2 separate regions of the Sus scrofa genome follow, and region 2 is linked to region 1. The links are chromatin contacts, called in public HiChIP or PLAC-seq maps. All regions are on one chromosome and are shown on one strand. Each heading gives the region's core, a stretch centred on a gene start, on an enhancer-like site or on the middle of the called end of the contact. The rest is flanking DNA. Distances are from core to core; before and after follow the strand shown. Region 1 overlaps BCL2L1 (BCL2 like 1). Region 2 holds the start of BCL2L1 (BCL2 like 1).

Evidence for each region. HiChIP or PLAC-seq counts read pairs in DNA pulled down with a chosen protein or histone mark.
Region 2: an H3K27ac HiChIP or PLAC-seq map of skeletal muscle shows a contact between it and region 1. The contact joins the promoter of BCL2L1 here to the enhancer-like site in region 1. A contact is called at or near these places in 5 of 5 promoter capture datasets (fetal liver, fetal skeletal muscle, liver and 1 more), 35 of 47 Hi-C or Micro-C datasets (adipose tissue, alveolar macrophages, blood and 16 more) and 2 of 2 datasets of contacts at active chromatin or transcription factors (alveolar macrophages and skeletal muscle).

What each region holds. Positions count from the first base shown.
Region 1 is chr17:35,369,383-35,373,714 of Sscrofa11.1, forward strand. All of the region lies in intron 1 of BCL2L1 (BCL2 like 1), which reads right to left. Among named protein-coding and RNA genes, the nearest start is that of BCL2L1, 43 kb to the right of the region's middle. Within about 2 kb of position 1,764, at least 35 of the 83 cell types and tissues checked have an H3K27ac peak or open chromatin away from gene starts, as enhancers often do. A contact at or near this core is called in adipose tissue, alveolar macrophages, brain and 5 more, where this site is marked.
Region 2 is chr17:35,412,359-35,416,690 of Sscrofa11.1, forward strand. It overlaps BCL2L1 (BCL2 like 1), which reads right to left and starts at 1,725. Exons shown (of 2, transcript NM_214285.1): 1 at 1,119-1,725. The coding sequence starts at 1,682.

The DNA.
Region 1 (4,332 bases), core at 514-3,013:
CTGTGGCTGTGGTATAGGCCGGCAGCTGCAGCTCCGATTGACTCCTGGCCTGGGAACCTCCATATGCCGAGAGCGCGACCCTAAAAAAACACCCAAAACAACACAGATCAGATCACGGCACACCAACAACTTTCAGAAAGCCAGCATCATGTCTGTTCATATCCCTGGTACCTAGCAGAGGGCCATGCGCACTGAGCTGCCAACTTGACTCAAAGAATCCTCAACACTTATTAAGCCGTTAGGGAAGTCGCAGTGATAAATGAACCAGAGCCCTTCCAGAAAAGCTCACCATCTGCTTGGGAAAAGGCATTGGGAGGGGAAGGCAGGCAGGTGGGGAAAGCCCCGCCATTCAGACCACATCACTCCATGCTCTGAAACTCCCCATCACACATGGAATAAAGTCCTTCCCACAGCCAGCAAGTCCAGCAGGACCGTGCCCCTCCCTACCACACAGTCCACCCCAGCTGCACTGGCCTCCCTGCTGTTCCTGGAATATCCGCTGAGCTTGGTACCTTGCTGCCTTGTGTTGCCTGAACACTCGACCCCAGGTCTTCACCTCCCTTACTCCCTTGTCTCACTCCTGACTCGACTCAAATGCCATCTCCTCAGAGAAGTCTGCCCGGGCCACCCTGGCTAAAATGCTACCCCACCCCACCCCCTTTCTCCCTATCCCCTTACCTTATTTTTCTTCTGAGCACTTGCAAAAGAAGAGTCTACCCTTGGTCTTGGTTTTGATTTGTCTCCTGCAGGAGATGTGGCTTGATGAGGCAGAGAGCCTGTCTTGTTTCTAGATACCCAGTACCCAGAACAGCGTCTCGCACACAGTTGGTGCTTCATAAATACATGAGTAGAACAAAGGTCTTGCATGTCTCCTAAGTGCCAGGCATTGTCATCCCACTTTACCTTCATCAGAATCCCCAGATGTTGGAGTTCCCACTGTGGCTCAGCAGTAAGGAACTTGACTAGTATCCATGAGGAGGCAGGTTCAATCCCTCACGGGATTGTGGCGTAGGTCACAGATGCAGCTCGGATCCCATGCTGCTGTGGCTGTGGTGTAGGCCGGTGGCTACAGCTCTGATTCGACCCCTAGCCTGGGAACTTCATATGCTGCAGGTGAGGCCCTAAAAAAAAAAAGGAATGTAGAGCTCTGAGCCCCAGTTACCTGTTCTCAGACAACTGAGGATAGAGTAAGTAGGAAAGCCTGGGGTCACCCAGCTAACAGGTGGCAGAGCCAGAATCAAAACCTAGGACTGCCTGGCCCCAACAGAGTGCTGCCACAGAGGGAGGCTGGGATGGAGGCAGAGCCTTGGGTATGAGGGGAGAAGGACAGTGGCAGCAGCCAGTGTCCTCACTCTTTGGCCGCACTGCTGCCCAGGCTCTCCTCCTCCATCTTGGTTAGCCTTCATGGGTGTTGACAGACCAGAAAATTCTTAGAGGAATTTTAATTTTTCTTGTCCTAAGTGAAGCAGGCTCAGGTGAAGTCACGAAAAGATCTGTGATGGAGGAGAGTCCTGGGCTGTGGGGAGCATTAAGAGAAGGGAGGCCACAGCCAGAAGGCCCTTGTTATCCCAAGGGGCTAAATGTCCCACAAGAACCCAGGACACAGGGGTGCAGCCAAAGTGGGAGAGGCCTGGCTCCCTGGATGGGAACTTTCCTGAAGTAGAGGTCTGGCAGCCACAGGAAATTTTCAGCTCTGGGGCTGAGTTGGAGTAAACAGGGCCTGTCCCTGCAAGGGCACAAAGCACTCACTGTCCAGGAACAGTCATTCCAGGGTGGAGGGAACATTCTCCTGCTGGTGCCACAGAGACAAGGCTCAGATCTGCCCAGCCCCCACCCACGCAGTCCCGGTTGGACAACCTTCATCTCCATTTCAGAAGTGCCTTCTCCTAGGGAGGGAGGGGGCAGAGGACCGTGGGTTCTGGGGACTGCTTTTGCAGCCAACATGAGCAAAATGGGGTGTGCTGTTCCAGGGCGGGGCTGGGGAGGCAGTGGTGTGGGTATATTTAGCCCAAGGTTCACACACACACACACTTGGAAACAAACACAGCCATTTTCTCAGTGGGCGGCTGCTCTGGATAAATAAACAAGATTGTGGAGCAGCCCTGGTCTGGAAAAGCAGAGATCAGCCCCCACTGCTGCTCAGTGGCTCTCAGAGGTTTCAGCCAGAGCTGGCATGGTGGGCAGGGAGTGAGATGTAAGGGTGGGGTTCAGGGAGGTTTCCGATGTCACAGAGGCTCTCAGGAGACCCAGGCCTAAGAGGCTACCTGCATCCTCAGCGTGCATTAGAGCAAAGCGGGGCATTTCTCTTTGCAGCTGCAACTGCTACCACGGCACCCATGTGGGGTCTTCAGGACCACTGGGGACGGGTAGTGGCGAATGACCTCCCTGAGAGAACCATGGACTCCTAGCCAGGCAGACCCCAAGTCAGCAAGGCCAACCCACTCACCCACACTACAGTCTCAAATAGCCAATTTGTGGCAGAACTTGGACTAGGAATCGGGGTCTCCTGATTTGACATTGGGGCCCTTCAAAGCGATGAGACAAGAACCAGGGTCCCCAGGAGAAGCTAAGGCTGGGATCACTTTCAAGATGCTGCCTCCAACAATCCGGGCCACATGTGCGGACTAGCCGCCCCCTGCACTCCAGAGGGCCTCAAGCCTGTGTTTCTTTGCCAACACTGTCCTCCAACTAGTCACCCTGCCCACGTCTCCCCTCCCCAGTCAGCCCACCCCTACTCAGCTTATATGACCCCACTTTGGAGTCCTGCCTTCCGAGAAGACCTCCCTTTTCATCCCGCCTTTAACTCCAGGATGAACGGCTCCTCTGTGCTCCCAGGGGTTTTGGACCTTCATTCACACCATAACTATTTACTGGGCACCTTACCATGCTCCGAGCCCAGCCCTGGAGACACAGCGGTGAACAAGACAAACGATGGCCCTGCCTTCACAGAGCTTATGTTCTAGTCTGCTCATTTTCCATCGGGGGTGGGGTGGGCAGAAAGCCATACACACTACAGCTGTGGTATTCAAAGTCATGGCAGAGCAACAAGGACAAAAACGTCTAAAATACTCCTTAGCGGAAGGGGTGGTAAGCATAAAAAGGTTGAATAACACTGTCCTAGTAGGAAGCAGAAAGAAAAGGAGCCAAGACAATTTCAGAGATGATGAGGATTTGAAGACAGTAACCTGGGCAGGTGATAAAGAATACCTGGGGACTGGTGAAGGTAGAGTGGTCAAAGAAGGTGTATCTGGGGAAGTGAGATTTGAGCTGAGACCTGAGTGATACGGTGGCAGTGGCCAAAGGAGGATCCAAAATGTTGGGTGATGGAGTACCCTGGTGGCCTAGTGGGTTAAGGATCTGGCGTTATTACTGCTGTGGTAAGAGTTTGAATTCTGGCTGGAACTTCCGCATGCCGTGGGCACGGCCCAAAAAAAAAAAAAAAAAAAAAAAAATATATATATATATATATATATATATCGGATGAAAAAGAGCATGTTCTGGCAGAAATAACATGTGCAAAGGCTCTGAGGTGGGAAGAAAGGGCAGGGGCATCCCTAGGTCGAGGCCTTCTGTCTGTGTGTCAGTCTCTCCCAGCAGTCTGGGGACTCAGGGCAGGCAGGGACCAAGATCGACCACGTCTGAGGCCAGGGGCCCATCCAGACAGGCAGACTGATTTCAGCTAGATCTCTGTCCAGAGATAGCTCAGGGCACAATGCAGGTCACCCTGCGGCCAACTGCAACCCATCAGGAAAAAGGTTGGCACAACAATGCCCCGAGTGCGAGTGGACCACCTGCCCTGCCAGGGTCTGGAGTGCAGTCCCTGCTTGAATCCAGTTAGTCCTCCTGCTCCCATCCTTCTCCTCTTCTCACCTCCTACTTCTTCACAGTTCCTTCTGGCAGTGTGACTTGGAGCAGGTGACTTCTCCAGCCCACAGTGCCCTCACTTGTTAAAACGACAATAACTGTTATCATGGCTGCGGACCTTTATCACGTGGCTGACTGCTCTGCCTGTGCCAGGCCCTGAGCAAAAAGCCCTGTACTCTGAGGAGGCCGTGTTCCCTCATCATAGGCACAATCATGTTCACTTGAGCGACTATTGCCTTTTTTTGGTTAGTTTTTTTTTTTGCCTTTTTAGGGCCGTACCTGTGGCATATGGAAGTTCCCAGGCTAGGGGCTGAATTATAACTGCAGCTGCCAGCCTACACCACAGCCACAGCAACGCGGGATCCTTAACCCACTGAGTGAGGCCAGGGATCAAACCCGAGTCCTCATGGATACTGGTCGGGTTTGTTACTGCTGAGCCATGATGGGAGCTCCCTTGAGTGACTATTT
Region 2 (4,332 bases), core at 475-2,974, 43 kb after region 1:
GGCTCACCCTGACTTAGTGATGGGCAAGGGAAGTCTCCTCCCTGGGAAAGGAATGAGGCATGACTATTTCTGGGCCCAGATGGAGAACCTGGGACCAAGAACAACTACTACAGCAAACTGGCTGGTGTCCGTCACTGTGCTCACCTTCGCTCCAGGATTTACGAGACCTGCAGGGCAAGGAGGGCTGGTCACATTTTTTTAAGAGGAAGAAACTGAGGCTCAAGGTAAACTGGCCTGTCCAAGGTCACATGGCTAATTAAGCGACAGGGCTGGGACTCACGCCTGTGTCAGTTTTGTTTCCGAAGTCTGTCACTGAATCTCAATGTCCCACAGAGCCCCACGGACCAGGTTCTTGCCTTGCGGGCAAGAGATCCCAGAGCCCTGGCCCGAAAGCAACAGGCAGCTGGAGCTTCCCAACCGACCCCAGGCAGTGAGGTGCAAAGTCCCTGGGCTTAATGCATGACACTGCAAAGAGCTCCACAAACAGTCCAATCATACCCAAAGTTGCACACTTCAGAGCCAATGAACATAGGGGTGTGGCACAAACACAACTGGCCCACTGGCACAGCTTACACCCTAAAAGTAGACAATCCTCAGCCATCTAAGCCAGTGGGAACTCCCTGCCTGGTCATGCCAACTCTGAAACACAGGGGACTCCATCTGGGGGAGGGAAGCCCAGGACAGGATTGACATCCCAGGGGGAGTAAGACTGAAGGGACTGGTGGGTCACTGATACCGTCTCCTGCAGGTGTTACCCTTAGCGAGGGGAGCCATTACGTCAGGGTCAGGGAAACACCGGACTAACCCGCCACCCGCAAAGGTTTGGGGCCCAATGAACACACAGGCTATGTTTTCCTCTGCAGAGAAATTGGACACAAGTCTGAAAGGGTAGGGTCATGGGGATGACCAGAACGAAGCTGTCTGGTCCTTGCAGAACTAGGTCATCTGTATTTCAGGACAGTTAGCGTCTTGTGCTGCAGTGAGGCCAGTCACATCTCCTTAACAAACAACATCTCCAATAATCACACAGCGCGACAGAAAGAGGTACAGAGGAAAGGCTGTTGGGGATCTGACCTGAGACCAAGGAACAGGGACACCACAAGGGGCGTGGTCCTTACCCAGCCGCCGTTCTCCTGGATCCAAGGCTCTAGGTGGTCATTCAGGTAAGTGGCCATCCAAGTTGCGATCCGACTCACCAATACCTGCATCTCCTTGTCTACGCTCTCCACGCACAGTGCCCCACCGAAGGAGAAAAAGGCCACAATGCGACCCCAGTTCACCCCATCCCGGAAGAGTTCGTTCACTACCTGCTCAAAGCTCTGATACGCTGTCCCTGGGGTGATGTGGAGCTGGGACGTCAGGTCACTGAATGCCCTCCGGTACCTCAGTTCAAACTCATCGCCCGCCTCCCTCAGCGCTTGCTTCACTGCAGCCATGGGGATCACCTCCCGGGCATCCAAGCTGCTGCTGTGGCCAGTGGCTCCATTCACCGCGGGGCTGTCCGCCAGGTGCCAGGATGGGTTGCCATTGATGGCACTAGGGGTTTCCGCTTCTGATTCAGTCCCTTCTGGGGCCTCAGTTCTGTTCTCTTCCACATCAGTAAACTGACTCCAGCTGTATCCTTTCTGGGAAAGCTTGTAGGAGAGAAAGTCAACCACCAGCTCCCGGTTGCTCTGAGACATTTTTATAATAGGGATGGGCTCCACCAGTCCATTGTCCAAAACACCTGCTCACTCACTGAGTCTGGTCTCTGCTTAGTGGTTCTCTTCTGAGATCCAAAGCCAAGATAAGGTTCTGAAGGGAGAGAAAGAGCTTCAGAAAAAAAAAAAAAAAAAAATTAACATGCATGCCATTTACCCTGCAACATCCATTCCCCCTCCAGGTACCAGAATGGGGTCTTTTGTGGCTCTTAGGAAGGTCTGGGTCTGGCTTCCAAGGGACTTCAATAAAGTCAAATTGAAAGCACCAGTGGGCTCTGAATCATCACACCGGCCTTTAAGCCTCAGCCACCCCCTTTTCTCCGAAATGTCTTCCTCGGAAAGTCACCCCCATGGGCAGTCTGTCCCCCACCCCCCACCCCCGCACCACCTACATTCAAATCCGTCTCAGGCGACCGGCAGGCAGGTGCAGCCCCCGGAAGATCTTTTGTATCAGAGGTCGGGAGAGGAGGTGGCAGCCGGGATGCCGGTAACTCAGCCGGCCTCGCGGCGGCTGGCAAAAAAAGCAGCTCCGGCTGGAGGGATCATGCGACCCGGCAGACTGAGAGCCCAGAAGGCGATACAGGAATTACGAAGCTCAGGAACCGGCCCCCTCGCCTGCTTCCTCCTCCATCGCCCAGATCGAGGGCGGCCGCTTCAGCAGCCGCGGCCCGGGAGCCCAGCCCCCTTGCTCTTGCACGCCCCTTGGCTCTCCGCCTCCTACTGGGAGCCAGGAGAACTCTCCCGGAGGTGGCTGGTGTGAGATTTAGTTTTTGTTTTTCTTCTATTTAAGTACCAGCCCAGGGTGAGGTTTACTGAAACCCTAAAGGGACTTCTCAATGGGGCTCAAGGTTTCGATGAGGGACGGAGGGAGGGGGAAACTGCCTCGTATCTGCGGTCTGACTTCGGAAAGGCCATCCCCGGGCCTTTCAGGGAGGCGGAAAGCCGGGGACCCCCCAGAAACGCTGCTGGCTTTCTCTGAATTCCCCAAAGGCCCTGGTCGTGGCGGTGGGGGGCTGCCGGGTCCTCCATTCCCCGCACGGACACAATGGCCGCCGGCGCCCGGCACAAAGACTGGGCGAGGGTGAGGCGCCGGGCCTCTCCTCGGGTCAGGGAGAATGGGCGAGGCCTCCTCGAGGCCCCCCCACAGCTGAAACCACGTTCTCCTGTGGACAGGCCCAGGGTGGCTTCCTCGCGCCCTGGCGAGGGTTTAGAGGCAGGGGTCTGCACCTCTCCCGAGCCCAGGGTGGGTGGGCTGCGGACTCGCGGCTCCCTCCGCGCGCTAGGCCGGGTACCCGCCCGGCCACCGCCCCGTTGCTAGGCAACCGCTCTCCCTCTGGGGCGCCCCCTAGACCTTTCTGGGAGGAGGGGTCTCGCCCCCGGCGGCCCGCCCCAGCGCGGCCAATCAGCGAGCCCAGGTGGCACGGAAGCAGGACGGCGAGGGCTCCCATTGGGCGCAGCGCCTGCCACGCACAGGGGAGGCGGCGCTCTCACCTGCGAGCCCCGCGAGCCATGGGGGGCCACATCCCCCATTCATCGGCCAGGTAGTTTCCAGACGCGACCGCTCTTCGCGGCAGAGTTCTGCGCCGCGGACCTGGGCCGGCCTACCTGGCTGGTGGCTCGCGCTGTCTCTTCCGAACGAGCCGGCCTCAGTTTCCCCTGAAGAGACCGGGGGAACTTGCAACCTCAGTCACTTCCGGTGCCGCGGCAGCGCGCGCGAGCCCGAGACGCAAGGGGAGTGCGCGCCTTTAAGTACTGGCGTCAAGACCTTGGCGAGAGCGCCCCCTTGCGGTAGAGCTGGGGAATCCGGAGACAAAAAAGGATAAACGTTTACATTCACGTTTCCATTCATTCATTCATTTAGCCAGTTTCATCCACTGGTTAGTTTATATGTCGAAAAAGCATCGCGTCGTGGCAAGAATCTTGTGTCTGGGATTCCAACCTTGCTAACTGGGAAAGTTACTCAACCGCTGTGTCTCGATTATCCTTAACCGTACGTAATGTGAGTAAAAACCAATCTCCCTCATTGAGTTACTGTGATTGATTTGAGTTGTTCTTTGTGAAGTCTATGGTACATGCTGCATAATTTCATTTAGCAAATGTTTATTGTTTGGGTTGCTGAAAATGGAGTTAGGAACAAGACACGGCCCATGTTTTCATAGAGGCTTAAACCCTTGAGATGGAGAGAGTAAACAACTAAGAAAACAAACAAGGTAATTTCAGATAGTGACTAGTGCTCTGAACAAAGCAAATCAGGGTATTGTCGTAAAGAGGGTGAAGAAAGAGGTGCTCCTTTAGAGTGGGTGGTCAGGGATGTAAGCCTCGCCCTCCCTGCCCAGTGAGGAAGAGGGACATTTTTTTCTTTTTTTTTTTTTTTAGAGCCGCACCTGCAGCATATGGAAGTTCCCTGGCTAGGGGTCGAATCAGAGCTGCAGCTGCTGGCCTACGCCACAGCCACAGCAATGCTGGATCCTTATCCCCCTGAGTGAGACCAGGGATCCAACTCCCATTCCCACAGATACTAGTCAGGTTCTTAAGCCACTCAGCCACAGTGGGAACTCCAAGAGAGTCATTTTTTTCAAGTGTTCTTTCAATTGTTTGTGTAGGGTGCCAGGGATGGCCTCTTCAAAGGGAT